3 separate regions of the Mus musculus genome follow, and regions 1 and 3 are each linked to region 2. Evidence: chromatin contacts called from public Hi-C data. All regions are on one chromosome and are shown on one strand. Each heading gives the region's core, a stretch centred on a gene start, on an enhancer-like site or on the middle of the called end of the contact. The rest is flanking DNA. Distances are from core to core; before and after follow the strand shown. Region 1 holds the start of Mmut (methylmalonyl-Coenzyme A mutase). Region 2 holds the start of Mocs1 (molybdenum cofactor synthesis 1). Region 3 holds the start of Cyp39a1 (cytochrome P450, family 39, subfamily a, polypeptide 1).

What was found. Hi-C and Micro-C count contacts between places; a contact is called where the count stands out from the background.
Region 1: a Hi-C map of muscle stem cells shows a contact between it and region 2, with 4 times the contacts expected there. The contact joins the promoter of Mmut here to the promoter of Mocs1 in region 2. A contact is called at or near these places in 2 of 484 Hi-C or Micro-C datasets (CD4 T cells and muscle stem cells).
Region 3: a Hi-C map of regulatory T cells shows a contact between it and region 2, with 5 times the contacts expected there. The contact joins the promoter of Cyp39a1 here to the promoter of Mocs1 in region 2. A contact is called at or near these places in 1 of 39 promoter capture datasets (pre-B cells) and 2 of 484 Hi-C or Micro-C datasets (CD4 T cells and regulatory T cells).

The regions. Positions count from the first base shown.
Region 1 is chr17:40,932,808-40,936,360 of GRCm38.p6, reverse strand. It overlaps Mmut (methylmalonyl-Coenzyme A mutase), which reads right to left and starts at 1,676. Exons shown (of 13, transcript NM_008650.3): 1 at 1,582-1,676. Cenpq (centromere protein Q) reads left to right here and starts at 1,787. Exons shown (of 9, transcript NM_031863.4): 1 at 1,787-1,978; 2 at 3,146-3,280; 3 at 3,511-3,553. The coding sequence starts at 3,182.
Region 2 is chr17:49,426,577-49,430,035 of GRCm38.p6, reverse strand. Mocs1 (molybdenum cofactor synthesis 1) reads right to left here and starts at 1,672. Exons shown (of 11, transcript NM_020042.2): 1 at 1,472-1,672. The coding sequence starts at 1,594.
Region 3 is chr17:43,665,079-43,668,637 of GRCm38.p6, reverse strand. It overlaps Cyp39a1 (cytochrome P450, family 39, subfamily a, polypeptide 1), which reads right to left and starts at 1,266. Exons shown (of 12, transcript NM_018887.4): 1 at 844-1,266. The coding sequence starts at 1,029. Slc25a27 (solute carrier family 25, member 27) reads left to right here and starts at 1,424. Exons shown (of 9, transcript NM_001357122.1): 1 at 1,424-1,738. The coding sequence starts at 1,636.

The sequences.
Region 1 (3,553 bases), core at 427-2,926, 8.5 Mb after region 2:
TATTTCTGTCTTGGCCAATTTTACATTTTCATGTACTAGAAATCCTAGAAAATCATAGTTCACTGCACTTGCCATTTACCCACACAGAAAGCAGCAAACTGCCTCAATTACTTGATACTTAAGTATCACACAACCTCAACATGTAGAGCCTTAAGATTTTGTAAAAAAGAAAAAAAGAAAATCAGATACAGATTTCTTTAATACAGCTGCCTAGCCAGGTGCTTTACACAGCATTGGACAGTGGGAGTTTAAAACTCTATTTTTCATATAATTTCTGACCTATCAACTTAGTGAAGCCTTGATGACTATTGAATACTTATTATGGATCACCAAACAAGCCGCATAAGCCACTCATCGCAATACTGTTCTAATTACTTTACAATGTAAACTTTCAAAACAGGAAACGTCTCAGATATGCTAGCCCCTTAAACTGGGTAACATCCATTCTGGGAAGGCTTCTATTGTGAGAGATAGAATAGGAATTCTCTGCTGTTTATTTGCATTAGAGAATCTGAAACATAAACATCCACAGTTAGAATACGTGTGTTACAATATAAACAAACGAATGAATTGAATGGAACTACTATATTCCATATTGAAACTTACTGGAGTATTCATTTATGACAGCACAGAAAAGAAAAAGGAAGCCTTTATTGGACATAAATTACATGATGTATTATGTCTGTGGAAACTAGCACTCTGTGCAATTACTGTTGTTGTGAGCTTTCTCTAAATATTTTGTAATTAATTTGAAAGTTATAGTAACACCTCAGAAGAGCTAGCCCCTCACACTGTTCAATATACATAGGTGGTGACTATACAAGGCAAGAAAATTAACAGCATAAAGGAACTGTTAGCCCAAAGCAACTGTTCTCAACCTGTGGGTCATAACTCCTTGGCAAACCTCCATCTTCAAAAATATTCAATTTACGATTCATAAAAGTGTCAAAATTACAGTTACAATGTAGCAACAAAAATAATTTTATGGTTGGGGGTCACCACTGTACTGAAGGGTCTTGGCATTAAGAGGGTTGAGAACGACTGGCCTAAAAAATAACTAAGCACAAAACTATGTTGGAAGAAAATCAGCAGGCGGTTGAAAATTACACGCATGTGTCACGCTCTCAATGGCAAAACGGAGAAGTTAGGCTATGTGTTTTGTTTTGTTTTTTAAATCAGGTTAGACGCGCCTTTCCTTTTCATCTTTTCCTTCTGTCACCTAACTTTCTGTCTTACTACCTCTAGCAAAAACACCCTAGAAACCACATGAGCTTGTGAACCTCTAACAAGTAACCTCTGCTCTGCGCGTGCGTGGGAAACCAGGGACGCACAGCGACAAGACTAGCACGCTGTTGAAAGGCATTTTGCAGCGGTGACCTCCGAATTCCACCAGCCTGGCGGGAAATGAGAACCCAGTCAGTCACCATCTATATTTCAGGAGCAAGCAGGGGCGGCTTCCTATCACAGAAAATCCGTGAAGAAGAAGGAAAGGACAGCAAGATAGATAGGTGGAGCAGATGAAGCCAATAAGAGAAGAATCCTGCAAGCCTGACGTGCTCCACAGCGCACGGGCTTACTCACAGTGTTTGGGGATCACCCGGACCAAGCCCGGACTTCAGAACCGAACCCAGACGCCGGGGTCACACCCGCTCGCCGCAGGAGCTCGGCAGCCAATCAAATCAGGGGGCGTAGCCAACACCGCCCTCGGATTAGCCAATCCAATCCGGACATTGCGGGCGCGCGTCTGATGACGTAAAGACATACGCTCCGCAGGCCGGCCTTCTCTACACAAGTGTGTTTGCGTTCCTCACTGACGCTTCCGGTTCCCAGATCCTGGAAGTTCTCCGTCTTTTCCGGTTGTTTGGGCGGATTAAGTCAGAAGCGCGCCTTTTGAATCCGTGAAGCAACTGTGAAGAGTCGAGGAAGCGATAAAGCGGCTGACAGATCCAGGGGATAATTTGAGCCTCACGCGTTTGTGGTAAAACTCCGTTTTGTTTTGTTTTGTTTTGTTTTTAAGGGGCAATGTCTAATGTCTGAATAGGTCTCTGCCATTTAGGGCAACTGTTTGAGATAACCCCAGAGTGGAGTGAAAATATTGATCTTCCCTCTCTAGTCCCCCTGACCCTCCCGGTCTTGGTTCCTGAATCTCTGTACCTCGTCCTGGAGCGACGGACAGAGTAGCCCAAGTTCACTCTCGTTAGTGGTTCGCAGATGAACAGCTTAAGTTGAGATAAGTCGGTTTAAACTAGTTTCAGTAAACCGGCCAAGAAAACAACAAGCAAACCGAAGCGGAGCGCCTTTTTCCACTCCTCCCATAAGGATTCGATCTAGTCTGAACGGGCTGATTCATAAAGAAAAAAAAAAAAATGTTCTTTGAGCTGTCACGCCGTCCGACTTTACGCTGGTTTCATTTAAGCACTTTATTTCTCTTCGTCTTGGCTAATTAATCCAAAGATATCCCCACAGCTGCCCACAAGTCATTTGATTGCATTTAGTATATCTCATACATAATAATTGTAGTCATAGCGGTGTCTACCAACCCACTGTTAAGCTATGATTTCCTGTGGATCTGGGAACAGTAAGGAATTTTTATCTTCTATCTTAATTTTTCTTTTCTTTTCTTTCTTTCTTTCTTTCTTTTTTTTTTTTTAAATTAACACAAGTTGAGTGGTCCCAACAGGTAGAAATCATGACCCTGGTTTCGATACTTACAATGTCTGTCTCATGATTCAATGTAGGCGTTTTCTGTATTACATCCTGCCATATATGTTGTTTAGCTTGGTGTTTTGGGGGGATTCCTAAAGGTTGGAGTAGGAGAATCTCCTGCTCTTTTGCCATCTCTTGGAAGACCCTTTTCCTCATTTCTGGGTTGCATTATCCAGCCTTGATATGATGGTTTGTGCCTAGTCTGATTACATCTTATTACCTCATGTTTGGTTGATGTCGCTGGGAGCCCTGTTGTTTTATGAAAGGAAACGCAGAAGCAGTGGTTTGGGGAAAGAAAAGGGACCCATGACTTGAGGAGTGGGAGAGGAAACTATGGTCAGATGTATTGCATGAGAGAAGAATAAATTTTTTAAAAATTTATGTACTCTTTTCAACAAAAATTATATTTATATTATAATTATATTTTTCACCTTTGCAGACTATGTATCGTTGTGATTATACTGTTTAGATGAAAATGTCTGGTAAAGCACGTGCTTCTAGGAAAAAACCTCAACAGGTGAAAAGAAGTTTGAAACAAAGAGCCAATAAGGAAGCGGATTTGCCAGAGAATGAGGTAAGATCTCTTTCTTTCAGATCTCTTTAATTAGAAATATCTATTTCCCTTCAAAGGGCTAAAAGTCAGTTTTACTACACATTGTAATTCATATCACAAACTTTAGTGCATTCTTTGTTTATCATATCTACAATACTTTTTTCTACCTCCTGGAAGGTATAGTATTTGTATACATGGAGTATGTGTTGCAAAACCATCTTTTTATCTGTTGTTTGTTTGTATGACTCTAGGTTGGAAACACAGCAAAAAGAAACAGAAGTCATGCAAAGCATC
Region 2 (3,459 bases), core at 423-2,922:
AGATCTCATGCCCTATGCTCCTGTACAAGGTGAGCCGGTTTAAGCCTCTGGATTTATAGACAGAAAGCAAGGGAAAGTGAGTGCACAGACTAGAAGCCAGGTAAACTTAGAGGCCAACGAAAGATAAGATCACAGGTCTCCTTAGGCCTTGCTCTGTCTACTGCTCCACCTAACTCATTAGATGTGCTTCAAGCAGCCAAAAGACATTTGCTGGCTTGGCTGGCTACATGCACTGAGGGAAACACCGGAGGAAATACTTAGAAAGGCGAAGGGAGACCTAGCATCTAGGAACTGTCAATTAGTGGAAGACGGTCCCAAGTGAGATATGCAGAAAGCAATGTCTGAGGTACCACTGAAAGAATGACTGCTTGCCCTGGTAGGATGTGTCCAACAGGACCTAGTACAGCACCCCAGGGGAGAGGCTAGCACAGGTGTTTCTGTTTAAGGTCCCACCTTTACTGTGCCCCAAGAGAGAGTGTGAGGCCAAGGGGCCATCAGCTAGTCACACTGCACAGGCCCCCTCACAAAAAGCACAAAATCCATGATGAGGAAGAAAAAAATTATTTTTTGCTAGTATCGGTTTTTAAGAGCTCCCATGGTGGCCTTGGCTATCCTAGCGCTTTTCACTCAAGTACAAAGTTCAAGGGTTTGGAGAGCCCTGTAACAACAAGCCTGCTTTATCTGAGGATCCCAGAGAGGCAAGTCTGAGGAAGTGAACGCTCTGACATAAGCCTGCCTATGTCTTGAGCAAGATGGGAGAGGCAAATATTGTGAAATTCAGAGTCCTGGGACTTCACGCTCAGTTCTGGAAGACAGAAGCGGATGGAACAGTTTCGCAGGTTTCCCTAACCATTTAGATAAAACAACAAACTTAAGACCTACCGTCACTGGAAACACTCGGAGAAGTGCAATACAGGACCCTGCCCCTCACTATGAAGACAGGCAGGAACTCCTTATCACGGAACCTGATCTTGCTCTCGTTCTCATCAAATGAGGCCACCCCATCCCAAGAGAAAGAAGATAGGTCATGGAACCCTGCCACAACAAAGTGACAACCGGCTGTGCCGGACACCTGGCTAGCAATATTTTTTAGTCCTTGTCAAAGAAGCAGTTGTCCGGGGGACACCTGACTGCACTGGCACCCTCCTCCCCGGAGGTGAGGAATAATGTTTAATAGACTGGGTGGAAGCGAAAGCTGGAACAGCTCACTGGAACCTAACTCTCACTCCTTAATAGCACCCCCTTTTCCTGCTGCAGCACAGCTACCTGTTATTAGGTGGTTCTCCAGGGAAGGGGGTGCAGGGGAAACTGAGGAGTCCTTCCCGCTGGGCAGGAGTGAACTCAAGCAACCCAGCAGTGAGTGCCCAGGGTCCTCCCCAAAGGAAGCCTCAGGACAGAGTGCATTCTGAAGATTAGGGTGGCTTGGATCGCCCTCCAGGTAGGTGTGTGCAGGCGGGCTGGGTGGGCTCACCTCCCTGGTAGGTCTCGAGGGCTCCCCGGGGCGAGGCTGCGTCACCGGAGCCCCCGAGCTGCAACCCCGAGCATTGGACCTCAGGAGCTGCCGCACTATTCCGAACGCAGGCCGCGCCGCCATGAAGTCAGCAAAGGAAGTACCCGGCCTGAAGTGGGCCTCCAGAGCACTCTAGCCCGGGACCTGGAACAGAGTCATTTCGGAGGGGCGGAGCAGAGGGCGGCGCCCAAGTAGCCAATCAGCGAGGGTGCCTCTCCGCATTGCCCTCTGGAAGTTGTAGTCCACGCGTTCCGCCCCCTTCCAGGACGGAAGCGTGTTCTTGTGCAGAAATGCCAAGTCTGGGAGAGCTATGTTCTTTTCCTTCAGCTTTGCTTGGTCTTGGATTTAAGCTGTCTTTAGATGCAGAATTTAAAGGGGTGACATAAAAACTTCTAGGCACGTTATACTTTTTTTTTTCTTTTCGTTATGCAGGGGAGTAGAGACCCTTACACAGTGTCTCAAAGGTGTAACCCTGGCTGCCCTGGAACTCGCTTTGTAAACCAGGATGGCTTCAAATGTACAGATCGCCTTCTGCATCTGCTTCCCGAGTGCTGGGATTACAGCCCTTCAACTCTGACTCCAATGAAAATAATATTTTCTTTTTTTTACTCTTTAAATTATTTTTTAATGTATGAGAGTTTGCCTGCCCACCCTTAAGTGCACCATGGCGCAGTTGGTGGCCATAGACACCAGCAGGGGGCGTCGGATCCCTTGGAACCTGAGTTACAGATGGTTGTAGGATACCATATGGGTGATGGTCCCCTGGAAGAGCCGTCAGGCCTCTTAACCACTGAGCCATCTTTCTAGTCCCTTAACTTATTTTTTAAGTTAGCATACAAAATAGCATGCTACTTTATGACATAGTCTTAAGTCAAATAATATCTCAATACATAAAAATCTGCTTGGGTGCGCCAGTAAAATACCAATATTCTATTTAAAAACATCAACTTTACTAATTGCCTTCACTTTACCCTACACCAGACTCTGCTTGTATCTCAGCTCCCTTCTTATGGACACTCTAGTTGTGTCTCCCATACATCAATAGTCTTTGTTTCTCCGTTTAAAAACAGATTTATGAAAGGAAGACACAAAAGAATGGGTGACCCTCGAATTGCTCCCTACACACAGAACTCTGAGCTAACCATCAATCCCATGACCCTGGTGTGGATAGAAAGTTTGTGTAGCAATTAAGGAAAAAAGTCTCAGAGAGTGGAGGCAATTTTTCCAGAGCTGTGTAGCTGATTAAACTGCCCAAACCTTGTAGAAGTTAGGCCTGGTTCTTTCTCCCAGTCCCATGCTCCCAGAAAGAAGACTCAGATTCAAAATATATTTACAACTACATTGGCCATATAGTTAGGCTCTTCTCTGATTAGAATCATAACTTACATCTTATCTTGTTCTACATTCTGGCACGTGACTGGTTACCTGTGCTCAGGTACCATGAAGCCACGACCAGCATAGAGCATGTGTGAGCTGTAGTTGGAAGAGGAAGTATGGCATACAATCCAGAAGAACTGACAGTTCCTCGGCGACGGAAGAATAACAGGACATCGCTGATTTTTACAAATACAGGCTGGTTATTGTAAAAGCAGGGGTGGTTTTGTCTGGATAGTCAGATAAGCCTTCTCCAGATTGTTTTGTCCTGTCTCAACTTTGAGTAGCATTATGGGGAAAAAAAGTATCAGCTTGAATTGGAATGGATTTGGTGGGGCATGTCTGTCAGGATCTGCGAGAGGCCTGGGGATCCCCTGAGAATGGCTGACACGCTGCCCACCACTACGGCTATCTCTGCCTGCATTTGTCAGCAGAACTGGGGGGGGGGGGTAGAAAGCAAGAAAACAAAACCCATTTCTTTGCAGGTGGAAGGCCTGAAAAGCTTTCAAGAGAGCATCAAACCCAGGAGAAAAAGCTTGTTGACATGATAGACTTGAATCAGGAACAAGAATGTG
Region 3 (3,559 bases), core at 17-2,516, 5.8 Mb after region 2:
TCTGAGAACAATCTGAGAGAGCTGATTCTCTCCTTCCACCATGTGGGTTCTAAGGTTCAGTCTCAAGATGCCAGGCTTGGCAGCAGACACCTTTACCCACCGAGCCCTCTTGCTGGCCCTCCACCTCAGTTTTTGAGACAAAGCCTCTCTCACTGAACCTGGAGGGGTTGAGGTATGGACTCAGGTTTTTGTGGTTGCTGCAGAAAGCACTTCATCCACCATGCTGGCTTCCCAACCAAAACCACAGTAAGATCTTGGCCGCCAAAATATGAATAGAAATTAAAAGGCCAGCCAGTAAAAGTGCCTTCTCTAAACTGTTCAACATTCAGTAGCTGCTTTATGGGAAAAAAAAAAAAAAAAAAAACCCTTACAGTGGAATCCATTACTTATTTCCTCAGGGCAGGGAATAAGGGAGGGAGGAACTCACCAATAAAATAGTATCTGGTGGTAGGGATGGGGAGAGAAAGAAAGAATATTGGGGAGCTTTTAATCTGTAAAGATCAATTTAGCAAATCAAGTTTTATAAAATCGTAGAGTTACCTCTACTTGTGATACAAATTTATTACTCGTTTTCACAAACTGAAATCATGGAAACTCTTCTGTCGCCGCCCCCAAACTACAAGCTTACATCTGCAATGTTAATAAACACCCACTTAGAATTAACTGCAGGGAATTACTAACAGTCAAAAGACCTGACTATTTCCAACAAGGTATGTAGAGAAACAGAGTAGACGAATTGCCGGAAGTATGTGTATGCCCAATGTTCCAACACTGAGTTTAATAAAAGAAAAATTAGAAAAGGAAATACTACCTCCCTCCAAACTCCCTGTCACTGCTACATACCTTGATTCTTGCTTTTTCTATAAATTCAAGAGGGGCTTTCCCAAACTCAAGTCCAGCTCCAATCCAGGGAATCCAGCCTTGGATGCACGGGGGTCCAAGCAAATTCTTCAACCGAGAGAATAAGAAAAGAACACAGCTTCCCAGAACGGCGATTGCTATTGGTGAGAATAACTCCATAATGCCCATCTTCCAGAATCAACAGACGTTTGAAAACGTCCTTCTCCAGGGGAATCTCCTAGTCCCCCGCCGACTGAGGAAAATGCGCCCAGTTTTGCAAACTCTGAGCCGAGAAACTTTTTAAACAAATTCTCTTGCGTAACTGTGGTTCCTTTGCCCCGCCCCAGTTTTTGTGTGATTTTTGCATTGTGGCTATCTTCCACCTTCCCACGGCTTTCAAATTATGAGAAAAAAAAAAAAAAAAAAAAAAAAAAAAAAAGCTTTGATTTGAACTGGGCTGGGCTGGGCTGGGACGGAGGAGGCGGGAACACATCCTGAGGCGGCGGAGCTCGAGTAAACTAGCTGTTTGCAGCGGGCGCCTAGCTACCAGCCAATCAGAGAAGTCGCTGAGCCCCCAAGAACTACATTTCCCAGAAGCCTCTTGGGTGCGGCTTTGTTTTTCAGCACCTGAGGCCGCCGGACCGGTCCAGCTACCAGGCGGGCGGCGCCTTTGCAGAGCGTAATAAAGGCACATGGTCCTGACCTGACCTCTCTCGGGCTGAAAAGGGGCGGCGCCGGCAGGGTGGCAGGTTCCCAGGCGACCAGCGGTGCCCAGTGGTCCTGACTTGCTGCTGAATGCCTATCGCCGAGGAGGAGAAGCTGCTGCCGCTCACGCAGAGATGGCCCCGGACGAGCAAGTTCCTACTGTCCGGCTGCGCCGCAACCGTGGCCGAGCTAGGTACCGGCCGCCCCCGCCTCGGCCTCCCCAGCGAGTGGCTGCGGCATCGTGCTGGGGGAGGGATGGGCGGGCAGCCTCACTCCTGGCTGGAGTGCATCTTCAGAGGTTGGACCCTCGCAAGGATGTGGTCAGGTGCCCAGTAGGCCAGCTTCGGGAGGAGCGTGGATTGGAGGTGTCCAGGGTCCTTGTCTTCCCATCCCCAGGGATGTTGTCTTATGCCTGAGTGAGTACTCTTGGGCTCTTCATGAGCCCTATACCTCTCTAGGAAACATTTCCCCTTTCGTAAGGATGACCTTTATAGAACCATAATCCATTTGTTCACAGTTTTTTGGTTTGGTTTTGGTTTGTTTTTTTCTTTTTCATCCTCCCTGGGATCGTTTTTTGTGGTTTATAGTCTTATGCTGCCTCGGGAGTCTTTAAGATTTGAGTTGGGGGAAGGGGGACAGTGAGTCCTACCTTGAGGGACTCCAATTGTTAACCATCCCTCTGGAACATTTGCTTAATGCCAGTCAGCCACATCACTTCTCTGAGCCTATACCCGTTAAGGGGAATTCTGAGAAGTAATTTTTATATGTGGTAAATGCAAGGTAGGGGCAGCATTATTCCAGTTGATGCAGTAGTGGGTCCTGGATATACAATTGCAAAAAACCCCAGTGTGGCCTTCTTCCAGGCTCAGTGGGGTGGCGGGTGGGGGGTGGCACATGCAGAGAAAGACATTTATTTACAGCTGCTGCCTGTTGCAGAGAAGCTATTTCTGTGTGTTCCAAGAACATTATAGGAACAAAACAAAACAAGACAGATCCATCTGCCTAAGTGAGTTCAAAGAAACAAACAACAACAACAAATAAATAAATAAGTAAATAAACAGACCACCTAAAGTGGATTACGGCACTATGGCATGAGCAAAGGGTGGGGGTGTTGTTGTGGTTGTTGTTGTTTTTCAGGAAGGGGGCAGGGAGGTTTTGAGTACAACCTGTGGTCTCTGTGAAGCTATTTGAGATTACCCTTACATTTTTTTGTCCATTAAAAAAAGAAAGAAAGAAAAAGGAAAATGTCTCTGGTGCATTAGTTATTTGAAAATGTTATCCAACCGTCTCTAGCGGAGCTTTATTTATTTTTATGCCTAGCATAGCCAGCACACTACCTATTGCTTTGCCCTTTAGACTCTTCCTTTCTTGCCTTTGGCCCATCTATTTGTCTTCTTTCTAATCAAAGCTAACACAATTTTATTTTCCTTAATCATTGATTTTCCTAAATAAAATTCACCAGCTTCTAAAGACATCTAAAACGAGTCAGCCGAGTGATGAGCTGCATTAGTGGTTTGATGGCTCCCTGAAAGCTCAGTGGCTTGTCCAGAAACGGTCCTGTGAAATGTGTTGGGGAGAAACGGGTGAAGAATAGGGACAGAAGGCCAAGGGATCAAAGTTAGTTGGTAAAGGGGAGTTCACACTGATTCAGCACGAATGCCCCAGCCACAAGGTAACCAAAGGAAAAGGAAGGAAGAAAACATGTGTTCTGAGAAGCAGCATTTGTACTTAGAGCTCTTGCCTCTTCATACTTTGCTCAGTTTCATGTGTTGATAAGACACTTTTTAAGGTGTGTGTGTGTGTGTGTGTGTGTGTGTGTGTGTATACCACTGGAAACTTTTTAAGACTCCATATATATGCAAGATAAGAAAACATCTTAGGGACATTATTGGTTAGCAACTTTTCCAGAACCTAATGGAAAGATGTAACACATCCCCCTCCCCGCCCCCTCTCCTGTCTTTGGAAAGGTATTCATGGATCGTGGATCAGGCAGCGGTCACTGAAAATCTTTGTG